2 separate regions of the Mus musculus genome follow, and region 1 is linked to region 2. The links are chromatin contacts, called in public Hi-C maps. All regions are on one chromosome and are shown on one strand. Each heading gives the region's core, a stretch centred on a gene start, on an enhancer-like site or on the middle of the called end of the contact. The rest is flanking DNA. Distances are from core to core; before and after follow the strand shown.

Region 1 (4,679 bases), core at 324-2,823, 88 kb before region 2:
TCACCGCCTGTCCCCATACTCTACAGACCCACTCCTTGCCAGTTGTGGTGATCTCCAACATCTGTCAGATGCCAAATGCTTGGGCATCAATCCTGTGGTATAACATGCTGACCAATAACCCCAAGGTGAGTTTCCCACCCCCAACCCTCTCTGAAATCCCTGAACCTTGCTGCTTCTCCACCCCCGGTGCAGGCTGTCAGTGTCACTCTCTCATCCAAGTGGGTGCAGGCTGTCAGTGTCACTCTCTCATCCAAGTGGGTGCAGGCTGTCAGTGTCACTCTCTCATCCAAGTGGGTGCAGGCTGTCAGTGTCACTCTCTCATCCAAGTGAACAAATGTGTTCTTTTCAATAGAACGTGAACTTCTTCACTAAGCCGCCAATTGGAACCTGGGACCAAGTGGCCGAGGTGCTCAGCTGGCAGTTCTCGTCCACCACCAAGCGGGGGCTGAGCATCGAGCAGCTGACAACGCTGGCTGAGAAGCTCCTAGGTTGACAGCTTCAGACATGTCTGGCCTGGGGGGTGGTCATTCAGTCGGGGTCCCCATGTCAGCCTAGGGCAAGGCACCATGCCAGGACCAGGTTGCTAAGTGTGTTTGAAGAGCATGTTTCTTTCTTTAAAAAGCCAAAGACAATAGTTTTAAATTTTTTCTCCCCTTTAAAAAAATATCTGGACTGAAAGTAACTTTGACCTGTGCTCCTACAAAAAAAAAAAAAAAAAGGCTCCTGACCCCAGCTGCCAGCTTTGTCACTGTGTGTTGCCAGTTCTCAGACCACACAAGGCAAGGACAAGCAGGGGTCCAACAGGACATCTGTGCTGGCCTAATCTAGGGACAGCTGTTGGGCTTGGGTGTGTGTGGGCATGTGTGGCACACACCCTGTAAGTACATGTACAAATGCATGGCCTTTTTGTAAATTCTGCTTAAGAAATAGCTTTGGCCAAGGCTGAAATCCGGTTGTTGTTTTCTCTTCCAGGGCCTGGTGTGAACTACTCAGGGTGTCAGATCACATGGGCTAAATTCTGCAAAGTAAGTGATCCTGTTGATTCCCTCAGTTAGGAGGTAGGTGTGGGGTGCCCAGGACCCCTTTCTCCAGCAGCTGTCAGGAGCTGCCTGAGGATAGAGGAACCTGAGGGTGTAAGAAGGCTCTGGCAGGAAAGAGCTGGGGTGAGTGGTGGTGGACTTGCTTTCCCATTCTTTTCTCCAGGAAAACATGGCTGGCAAGGGCTTCTCCTTCTGGGTCTGGCTAGACAATATCATCGACCTTGTGAAAAAGTATATCTTGGCCCTTTGGAATGAAGGGTAAGGTTAAACTCTGCAGTAAGGCTGCCCTGTGTAACGAGTCACCTACTCCCAGCAAGCCCGTGACTGGTTGTCCTTGGCTGCAGGTACATCATGGGTTTCATCAGCAAGGAGCGGGAGCGGGCCATCCTAAGCACAAAGCCCCCGGGCACCTTCCTACTGCGCTTCAGCGAGAGCAGCAAAGAAGGAGGGGTCACTTTCACTTGGGTGGAAAAGGACATCAGTGGTAAGAACGCTTGCCTCCTGTATCACTTGCTCCACCTGCTGGCCACTGGCAGCACCCGGCTACTTCATGTTCTGGGTACTACTGCCCCCTGAAGGGCAGAGAGGGCCTGTGCCTCCTGAAGAGGTGGCCTGCCAGTTTGTCCTGTTCACTCATTTGGCTAACATTTGTGTAGAAAAGTGTGATTGAAATCTTACTTCTGTACTCCCTTTCCTGCCTACCCCGTTAATACATTTGCGGCAGGTGTTTTTGCCTATGAGCCAGCTGGATCTCTACAAGCCCGCCTGGATATTGCCTCAGTTCCAAGTCACTGGGCAGGGCATTCAGAGTCTCCAGCACTCACTCCACTGGCATAATCTCTCCTTCCATGGTCCGTGACAGGCAAGACCCAGATCCAGTCTGTAGAGCCATACACCAAGCAGCAGCTGAACAACATGTCATTTGCTGAAATCATCATGGGCTATAAGATCATGGATGCGACCAACATCCTGGTGTCTCCACTTGTCTACCTCTACCCCGACATTCCCAAGGAGGAGGCATTTGGAAAGTACTGTAGGCCCGAGAGCCAGGAGCACCCCGAAGCCGACCCAGGTAGTTGTTGACTTTCCATGGCTTTGCCTTCCTTCCTAGTGAGAAAGTACGCATCCTTGGAGAGACAAGGACATGGCTGAGTATCTTGTGGGAGCAGGGCTTGGTGATTCCTTCTTTTGGGAAAGAGTGGTTTATTGGGTTCCTTGACAGGGTGACTAACTCAGGATTCAAGAGGAGGACAGAATCAGCCCTCAGGGAGCTTGGAAGTCTGAAGATGAAAATAGTATCTCTCCCTCTTCCTCTCTTCTCCCTTTCCATCTCCCCCTCCCTCCCACCCCGCCACTTTAAAACACTAGAAAGAGAAATGAAGGCAGGTCTCTCTGGTGCTTCTCCAGTCAGTGGGTTCCAGAAGACCCGAGACAGATTTGAGTCCAGCATGCTTTGCTGTCCTGAGTGAGCAGTGCCAGGAGTCTGAAGAAAGGCTTTCTGGGGCAGTGGCTGTTGGCAGCCTGGGGCAGAGCTGACATCAAGCTGGAGGTGTTGATGTTCCAGAGATGATGACTGGAGGGAATGTGGACTTGGCATTTAGAAACAAGATGCATCTACTCTGTGGGAGTGCGTGTGGCTGTAAATCAGCATTTCTCAGCCTTTCACGGAGCGCTTAAGACTATAGGAAAACAGAGATTTCCATTATGATTCATAACTGTAGCAAAATTACAGCTATGAAGTAGTAAGAAAAAGTAATGTATGGTTGGGGTCACCACAACATGAGGAGCTGTATTAAAGGGTCATAGCATTCAGAAGGTTGAGAACTGCTGGTATAAATTATATGAAAAATAGAAATTATGTTGTGTTAAGTCTGTAGTGTCTGGGGCGGTCCCAGTGTAAAGAGTCAGAGGTGTCTGGTCTGAAGCCATTTCAAACTTGTTGCATTGACGCTTGCCTCTGTCCTTATGCTGGTGAGGAGTCTGGTTTTCTAAGACTGTTGTTGATCATTGCACATGCTGAGCTCCGAGGTGCCCTGTGTGAGCCGGCCTCCTTGCTCTGAGGTGCCCTGTGTGAGCCGGCCTCCTTGCTCTGAGGTGCCCTGTGTGAGCCGGCCTCCTTGCTCTGAGGTGCCCTGTGTGAGCCGGCCTCCTTGCTCTGAGGTGCCTTGTGTGAGCCGGCCTCCTTGCTCTGGTGTTTTTTCACCAACCGCTTCTGTTCACATAGCACCTGCACACAGCTTCCCCGGCTCTGCCCACCATTCTTGGAGGAGTCGCTTGTTGACGGTTACTTTCCTTTCCCTTTGTTCTGCTGTTGAGTTCTCTTCATTCTGTGGAGGAGTTCAGCTCTCACTTCCTGTCTGTCCCTTATCTCTGCTTCCACCTTGCCTTCAGTTGGAAGATCTGTTTATCAGTCCCTCTCACACTGGTCTTTGTTCTTTTCACAGAGGACTTTGAAGTCCGAGCACTGATCCTTTTGACTAATTTTGCTTTCAAGATCCAGGCCCCTGGTCAGGCATCCACCTCCATCACCATTCCTGTGTAGGCTGCCCAGAGACATTCCTCAGGGGCAAGGCCTGGGCATGAGAAAGGAGCCCACTGCCTGATGGGCTTGCCTGTGAGCCTAGGGAGAGTGCACTGGGGGCTCCGGAGCCCGATGATGGAAGGGTAGGGGGTTCAGATGATCCCCTTAGGGAGGTGAGCCTGTATGTCCCTGTCCTCTGCCCCTGCTACAGGAGTATTGCAGTAGAGACCTCCCCGGAGCCTCGTCCTGGGTCTTCCTTGTCTGTCAGGAGGCTGTAATATACCCTGTGCTCCTCTGGAGGGATTTTGAGCAAGTTCACCAGGCAGCAACAGGATGTTCCTTCTCTCTTCCATCTCCAGTCTGTGTCCCGCACTCCTACCTCGGGCCGGGTCAAAGAATATTTCTCTCTTGACCACTGGAGAATGAAAGTCTTCTCTTCTCCGCTCTAACTTATTGTGTATGCATGTGTGTTGGGGGTGGTCCTTGTTGGAGGACCTTGAGGGTGTCAGCTCTCTCCTTCTACCATGTAGCCCCTGAGGACAGAGCTCAGGCTTGGTGACAGATGACTTAAGCACTAAGCCATCTCCCTGATCCCCTCTGTCTCTTTAAGGTGACAGTTCTCACTCTAGAGACCTTTTCTAGAACTGTAGGCAGCACAGTTGCCTCAATAATTCCTTTGCTTCTGTGCTGAGTTAACCTGTTTCTTGGCCACAAATGAGCTTGCATATTCATCTAAGAGCACTTTCTAATGGCTTCTCCCAGGGGTTTGTCTTGCTGGATGCTTGTAAGCCCCAGTGTTCTGTCTGTGCTTTTCTTAGCCTACCCACACAGCCCCAGGCCCGCTGCGAGCATCATTAACTGAACCCCCAGGGCTTCATGCCAGTGTCCCCAGGGCTTCCAGATTTCTTGGCCTAACATTTCAGTCCTCACATTTCCAACATAAACGGCAGAGATGGAAGACAGCCAGTCCTGTCTCTTTCTCTGTCCCACACATGAAAGAGATGGCGCCTTGGCCAGGTTTCCTGGCTGTTGCACATGTTCTCGGACCTGGTGTCCTGTCTCCCAGTGGCTGGGGTATGTTTTCCTGATTGGAAGTGGCTTTGGAGCCTCCAGCACGT
Region 2 (4,768 bases), core at 679-3,178:
TCAGCCTTTGTCTCCCATGTGCTGAAATTTATATCTTATAAATCAGATATTTAACATATTGATTTAATAATCAAAACATTCATAGCTCTCTGGTTTTTTGTTTTTCTGAGATAGGGTCTCATACTATATAGCTCTGGCTGTCCCGGAACTCACTAAATGGTTTTTTTTTTTTTTCTTTTTAAAAACTAATAATGGTTACATTTCAGTGTTGACTTAGCCAACATTTTTATCTCTATTATGAATTATATACTTGAGCTTTAAAATTGTTAGATCGGTATAACACAGTTCAGTAGCAATGCATCTTACCGTGCAGTGCTAGGACAAAGCTTACAACACACGAGACAGCTGTACCACTGAGCGGCTGCCTCCTCAGCCCTGCCGCATCCTCACCAGCCATCAGCGGTGCCCAGCAGCGTGCAGGGCAGGGAGCTTGCCCGTCGTTGGCCTCAGTCTGTCCGTGAGTGTCCAAGTTCATCACAAGTTCATCAGACTAGCCAGGCTTTGACCAGGGTGGTGAGCTCCTCTTTGGAGAGCCAGCCTTGTTGCTGCTGGGAGAAGGCTGTCCCTACCCACTGGAGATGTTGCCTTACAGTAATTGCTACAGCTTGTTAGCAAGGCTCCGTTCAGAAACAAGCCTGCCGAAGGAAGGCAATTAAAAAAAAAATCCCAGCTTCATATAATTAAGAGGGGGAAAAACTGACTAAATATGAGAACATCAAACACACCTCAATTAGTCCAGTCCTTTTCCTTTTCTTTCTGTTTTAATGATTTGGGAGATTTCGGAAAACATTAATAGGAAGTTTCTGCTGATTAAAAATCTCACTTAGAGGCTAGATCAGCGGTAGAGCATTCGTCCAGCTAAGCAGACTGGCTCCATACCACAAAAGAGAGAACAAAAGCCAACTTTCGTTTATTCGAGTACAACAGCGCATTCCTGTAATTCCAGCTACTCAGGAAGCTGAGGCAGGGGAATTACTTAAGCCTAGGAACTCGAGACAGTCCTAGGCAAATGGGCTTTCAGCCAGCAGATCTCCTGAGTAGTCTACTTATTGAATAAGCTTTGGGAAATTGGGGTTGATATTAAGGAAAACGTGGGTTTTAGGTAGGGTTTTGTTTTTTCCCCATAGAGAAATAGAGATATCACCGAAGAGTTTCCAGCTCTTCGTATTGAAGCTGTCATGAAGTCTCTGATTGTAGGCTATGGTTGAGTCCAAATTGAGAACCAGACTCCTGTGTTCTGTTCAAAGACTGGATCCTCTCAGCCGGGCAGTGGTGGCGCACGCCTTTAATCCCAGCACTTGGGAGGCAGAGGCAGGTGGATTTCTGAGTTCAAGGCCAGCCTGGTCTACAAAGTGAGTTCCAGGACAGCCAGGGTTATACAGAGAAACCCTGTCTTGAAAAAACAAACAAACAAAAAAAGACTAGATCCTTTCAACAGTGGGCTCCCAGTCAGAACAGAGGAGCAAGGCTGTGCCTGCAGCCCGTCTAGCCTTCCACTTCATACATATTTTCTTCAACCCATAGAGAATACACTTCTAAAAATTGGCTTTGTCCCTACCCTTTCCAGACACAGGTTGGGTGGTCTCTGGTAAGGTCGTCTCAGGGCTTTGGTGCGCGTCTGCCTAGCTGTTTGCCACCAGCCACTTGCTAACTTCAGGGATTTGTGGGTGGCTGTCTTTTAGCTGCCGCTGGCTCTCTTCCCTGGCTGTGGACCTGGTCAGCAGTAATTAGATATTATTTCAGCCTGACAGCTGTTTGGTTTGTCAGCGTGCTAAGTCACTTAAGTATTACCCAGCAGCAATTGTTGCCTAACTTAGTAGACAAAAATCTTTTAAGGACAAAAAGAAAGAAGATAAGGAGGAAGTGGACCCAACCCCTGTCACCAGCTGAACAGCTCAGGATGACACGAGGTCTGGGGACTGGCTTCTCGCCTTCACTGGAGGAGTCAGTGTTATTTCCAGGTCCCATATCTGCAGTGATGACAGACTATTCTCCTGGGTGTGAATACTTGTAGGCATCTTCTGTCCTGATGCCTCCCTTCCAGGGTCCCTTAGGAAGGGCAGTGACTGGGGGCCTGGAGCCAGTCAAGGTTGGAAAGAACATGCAGAACTATATACCCTGTCCCACATACCCTGGAGATACGAGTATAAACTGGAAGTTAGAAGACCCCTTATTCCCTTTATTCCTAGGAGGGGGTGGGTTAATATCAGAGTCAGTCAGTAAAGGGAAGGGAGGAAGGAGTATTTAGAGAAAGAAGTGTAAAGCTCAGCTAAAAGAATTGTAGAGTCAGGCATTGTAGACATTTAGCCAACTTATGTCGGGGTGTTTCTTAACCCGTGAATTATAGAAGAAATCACGTTCCAGACTCCCATGATGGCTCACACCTATAATCCCAGCACCCACAAAACAAATGTAGTATGTAAAGGCTGCATGTGTACAGGCTCCTATGCATGTATGTATACAGATTGTGTAATTTTTTTCCCCTAGGGACTCAATAGATCTTGATAATCCACAGGAGAACATTAAGGCCACCCAGCTCCTGGAGGGCCTGGTGCAGGAGCTGCAGAAGAAGGCGGAGCACCAGGTGGGGGAAGATGGGTTTTTGCTGAAGATCAAGCTGGGGCACTATGCCACACAGCTCCAGGTGGGTACAAACACTGGCCACACTTAGGCCCTGCCCTCTTGAGGACTTCTTCATTTAATTTTCTGTAGACACGTGTTCTGATCTTTAACCCGGCATCGTAGAAATGTGTGTTTCACGCACATGGTTTTGATTGGCTTTGTGGTTGCGGCTGTTACCTTCTTTGAGACAAGAGTCTCACCGTGGGGCTGGAGAGTTGGTTCTGTGGTTAAGAGCGCTTCCTGCTTGTCTTAGGGTTATTATTGCTGTGATGAAACACTATGACCAAAAGTGAATTGAGGAGAACACCGTTTATCTGGCTTACACTTCCACATCACAGTTCGTCATTGGTGGAAGTCGGGACAGGAACCCAAACAAAGCAGGAAGTTGGTGGCAGAAGCTGATACAGAGGCCATAGAGGAATGCTGCTTACTGGCTTGCTCCCCATTGCTTGCTCAGCCTGCTTTCTCATAGCTCCCAGAACCACCAGCCCAGGGGCGGCCCCACACACAATGGGCTGGGCCCTCCCACATCAATCACTAATTAACAAAATGCCCTATAGGCTTTCCTACAACCCAAACCTATCATAAGAAGGCATTTTTCTCCACTGAGGCGCCCTCTTCTGATGACTCTAATTTGTGTCAGGTTGATAGAAAACCAGCCAGCGTGCTGCTATTGTAGAGGACCTGGGTTCAGCTCTCAGCACCCACATCAGGAAACTCACAGTAACCTGGGGCTTGGAGCCCTCTTCTGACCTCAACAGGCATCCACCCACAAGTGACATACAGACACAGAAATAAAAATAGAAACTAATCTTTATTTAAAAAGAAATGAAAAGTTTCACTATTTAGGTCAGATTGGCCTCAAACTGGGGATCCTCCTGCATCAATTCCACTCCACCCCCAGTATGGGCTGTAGGTAAGCACCACTCCCAGCCATGACTTTTACTCTCTTTTAACTTCTTATTTCAAAATAATTTTGAATTTGCAGAAAGTTGCAGCAGAGGTACAACAAGGCCCCCTTCATATGCTCAGGTTCATTTACATCATCATCTCTCTCACGCTCCTCTCTCCCTTTCCTGCCCCCACACCTTCATGTACACATGTACACATACACACATACACACTCTCACACATACACACATACTCATACAACACACACACATAGTTACACAATACACACACATACAAACATACACATACAGATGCAGACACATACACACACATACCTTCACGTACACATGCACACACACACACACACACACATACACACACACACACATTTCTAGTTGCGAGTAAGTTACATACATCTCTCCCCTGAGTATCTCAGCATGTATGTTCTAAGAACATGAACTTCCCTTACAGGGTCACAATACAGTTATTCAATTTAGTGTGTTTAACATTCACACAAACTTTTACTTACTATTCTGTCTCTATTATCCATTTGTCAACTGACTCACAAGTGTCCCTCCAGTCCAGGGTCCAGTCCAAAGCCTCATATGATATCTAGTTGACATATCTCTTTAATGTTTTATCTGGTTTGGTTTCAACTTTGTGACGTGTCTGTTTTGGAGATAGGGCCTCCATAGTGTTGTAGCCTATGCTAGTCTTGAACGTTAAGCATTGAACATTAAGCAGTCATCTTGTCCCAGCAGTCCTGTCCACCTTTCCCTTTTCTTTAACCTGAAAACATTCATTTTTCGACCTTATTTTGGCTTTGATATTAACATTTTAAAATAATCACTTATTCCCTTACTTTTAATATTTTTACATTTTATTTTTAAATTTGTGTGTGGGTATGTATGTGCACATGAGTGTAGTGCCCTCAGGGGTCAGAAGAGGGCATCACAGCCCCTGGAGTTGGAGTTAGAAATGGTTGTGAGCTGCCTGAGGTCGGTGCTGGGAATTGAACTCGGGTCTTCTGTGAGAGCATTATGAGGTAGGGCCTCACCATGTTGTCTAAGCTGATCTCAAATTCTAAATAACGGATGCATTGTCCTTCTGCAATGCCCCATCCAGAGAAAGAAGATGCCGGTCTTCCCTACTGTGACAGTAATTCTGATTCTAACTGACAGGAAATTTCCCAGTCCTGTGTCTTGTCTGCTGTGGCCTTTTAAAGACTCACCCGTTTCCAAGAATGTTGCTGTAG

The links. A called contact is a pair of places that touch in the nucleus more often than the background predicts.
Region 1: a Hi-C map of bone marrow-derived macrophages shows a contact between it and region 2, with 37 read pairs. The contact joins two enhancer-like sites. A contact is called at or near these places in 1 of 15 datasets of contacts at CTCF or cohesin (large pre-B cells), 5 of 484 Hi-C or Micro-C datasets (CD4 T cells, ECoMG myeloid progenitors, T follicular helper cells and 2 more), 2 of 115 datasets of contacts at active chromatin or transcription factors (embryonic stem cells and memory CD8 T cells) and 4 of 9 other capture datasets (adipose tissue, embryonic stem cells, liver and 1 more).

The regions. Positions count from the first base shown.
Region 1 is chr11:100,890,510-100,895,188 of GRCm38.p6, reverse strand. It overlaps Stat3 (signal transducer and activator of transcription 3), which reads left to right. Exons shown (of 24, transcript NM_213659.3): 16 at 27-125; 17 at 353-488; 18 at 973-1,025; 19 at 1,204-1,298; 20 at 1,385-1,524; 21 at 1,903-2,115. Among named protein-coding and RNA genes, the nearest start is that of Stat5a, 33 kb to the right of the region's middle. Within about 2 kb of position 1,573, at least 46 of the 459 cell types and tissues checked have an H3K27ac peak or open chromatin away from gene starts, as enhancers often do. A contact at or near this core is called in bone marrow-derived macrophages, where this site is marked.
Region 2 is chr11:100,802,746-100,807,513 of GRCm38.p6, reverse strand. Stat5b (signal transducer and activator of transcription 5B) reads left to right here. Exons shown (of 19, transcript NM_001113563.2): 3 at 2,488-2,644. Among named protein-coding and RNA genes, the nearest start is that of Ghdc, 34 kb to the right of the region's middle. Within about 2 kb of position 1,928, at least 64 of the 459 cell types and tissues checked have an H3K27ac peak or open chromatin away from gene starts, as enhancers often do. A contact at or near this core is called in bone marrow-derived macrophages, where this site is marked.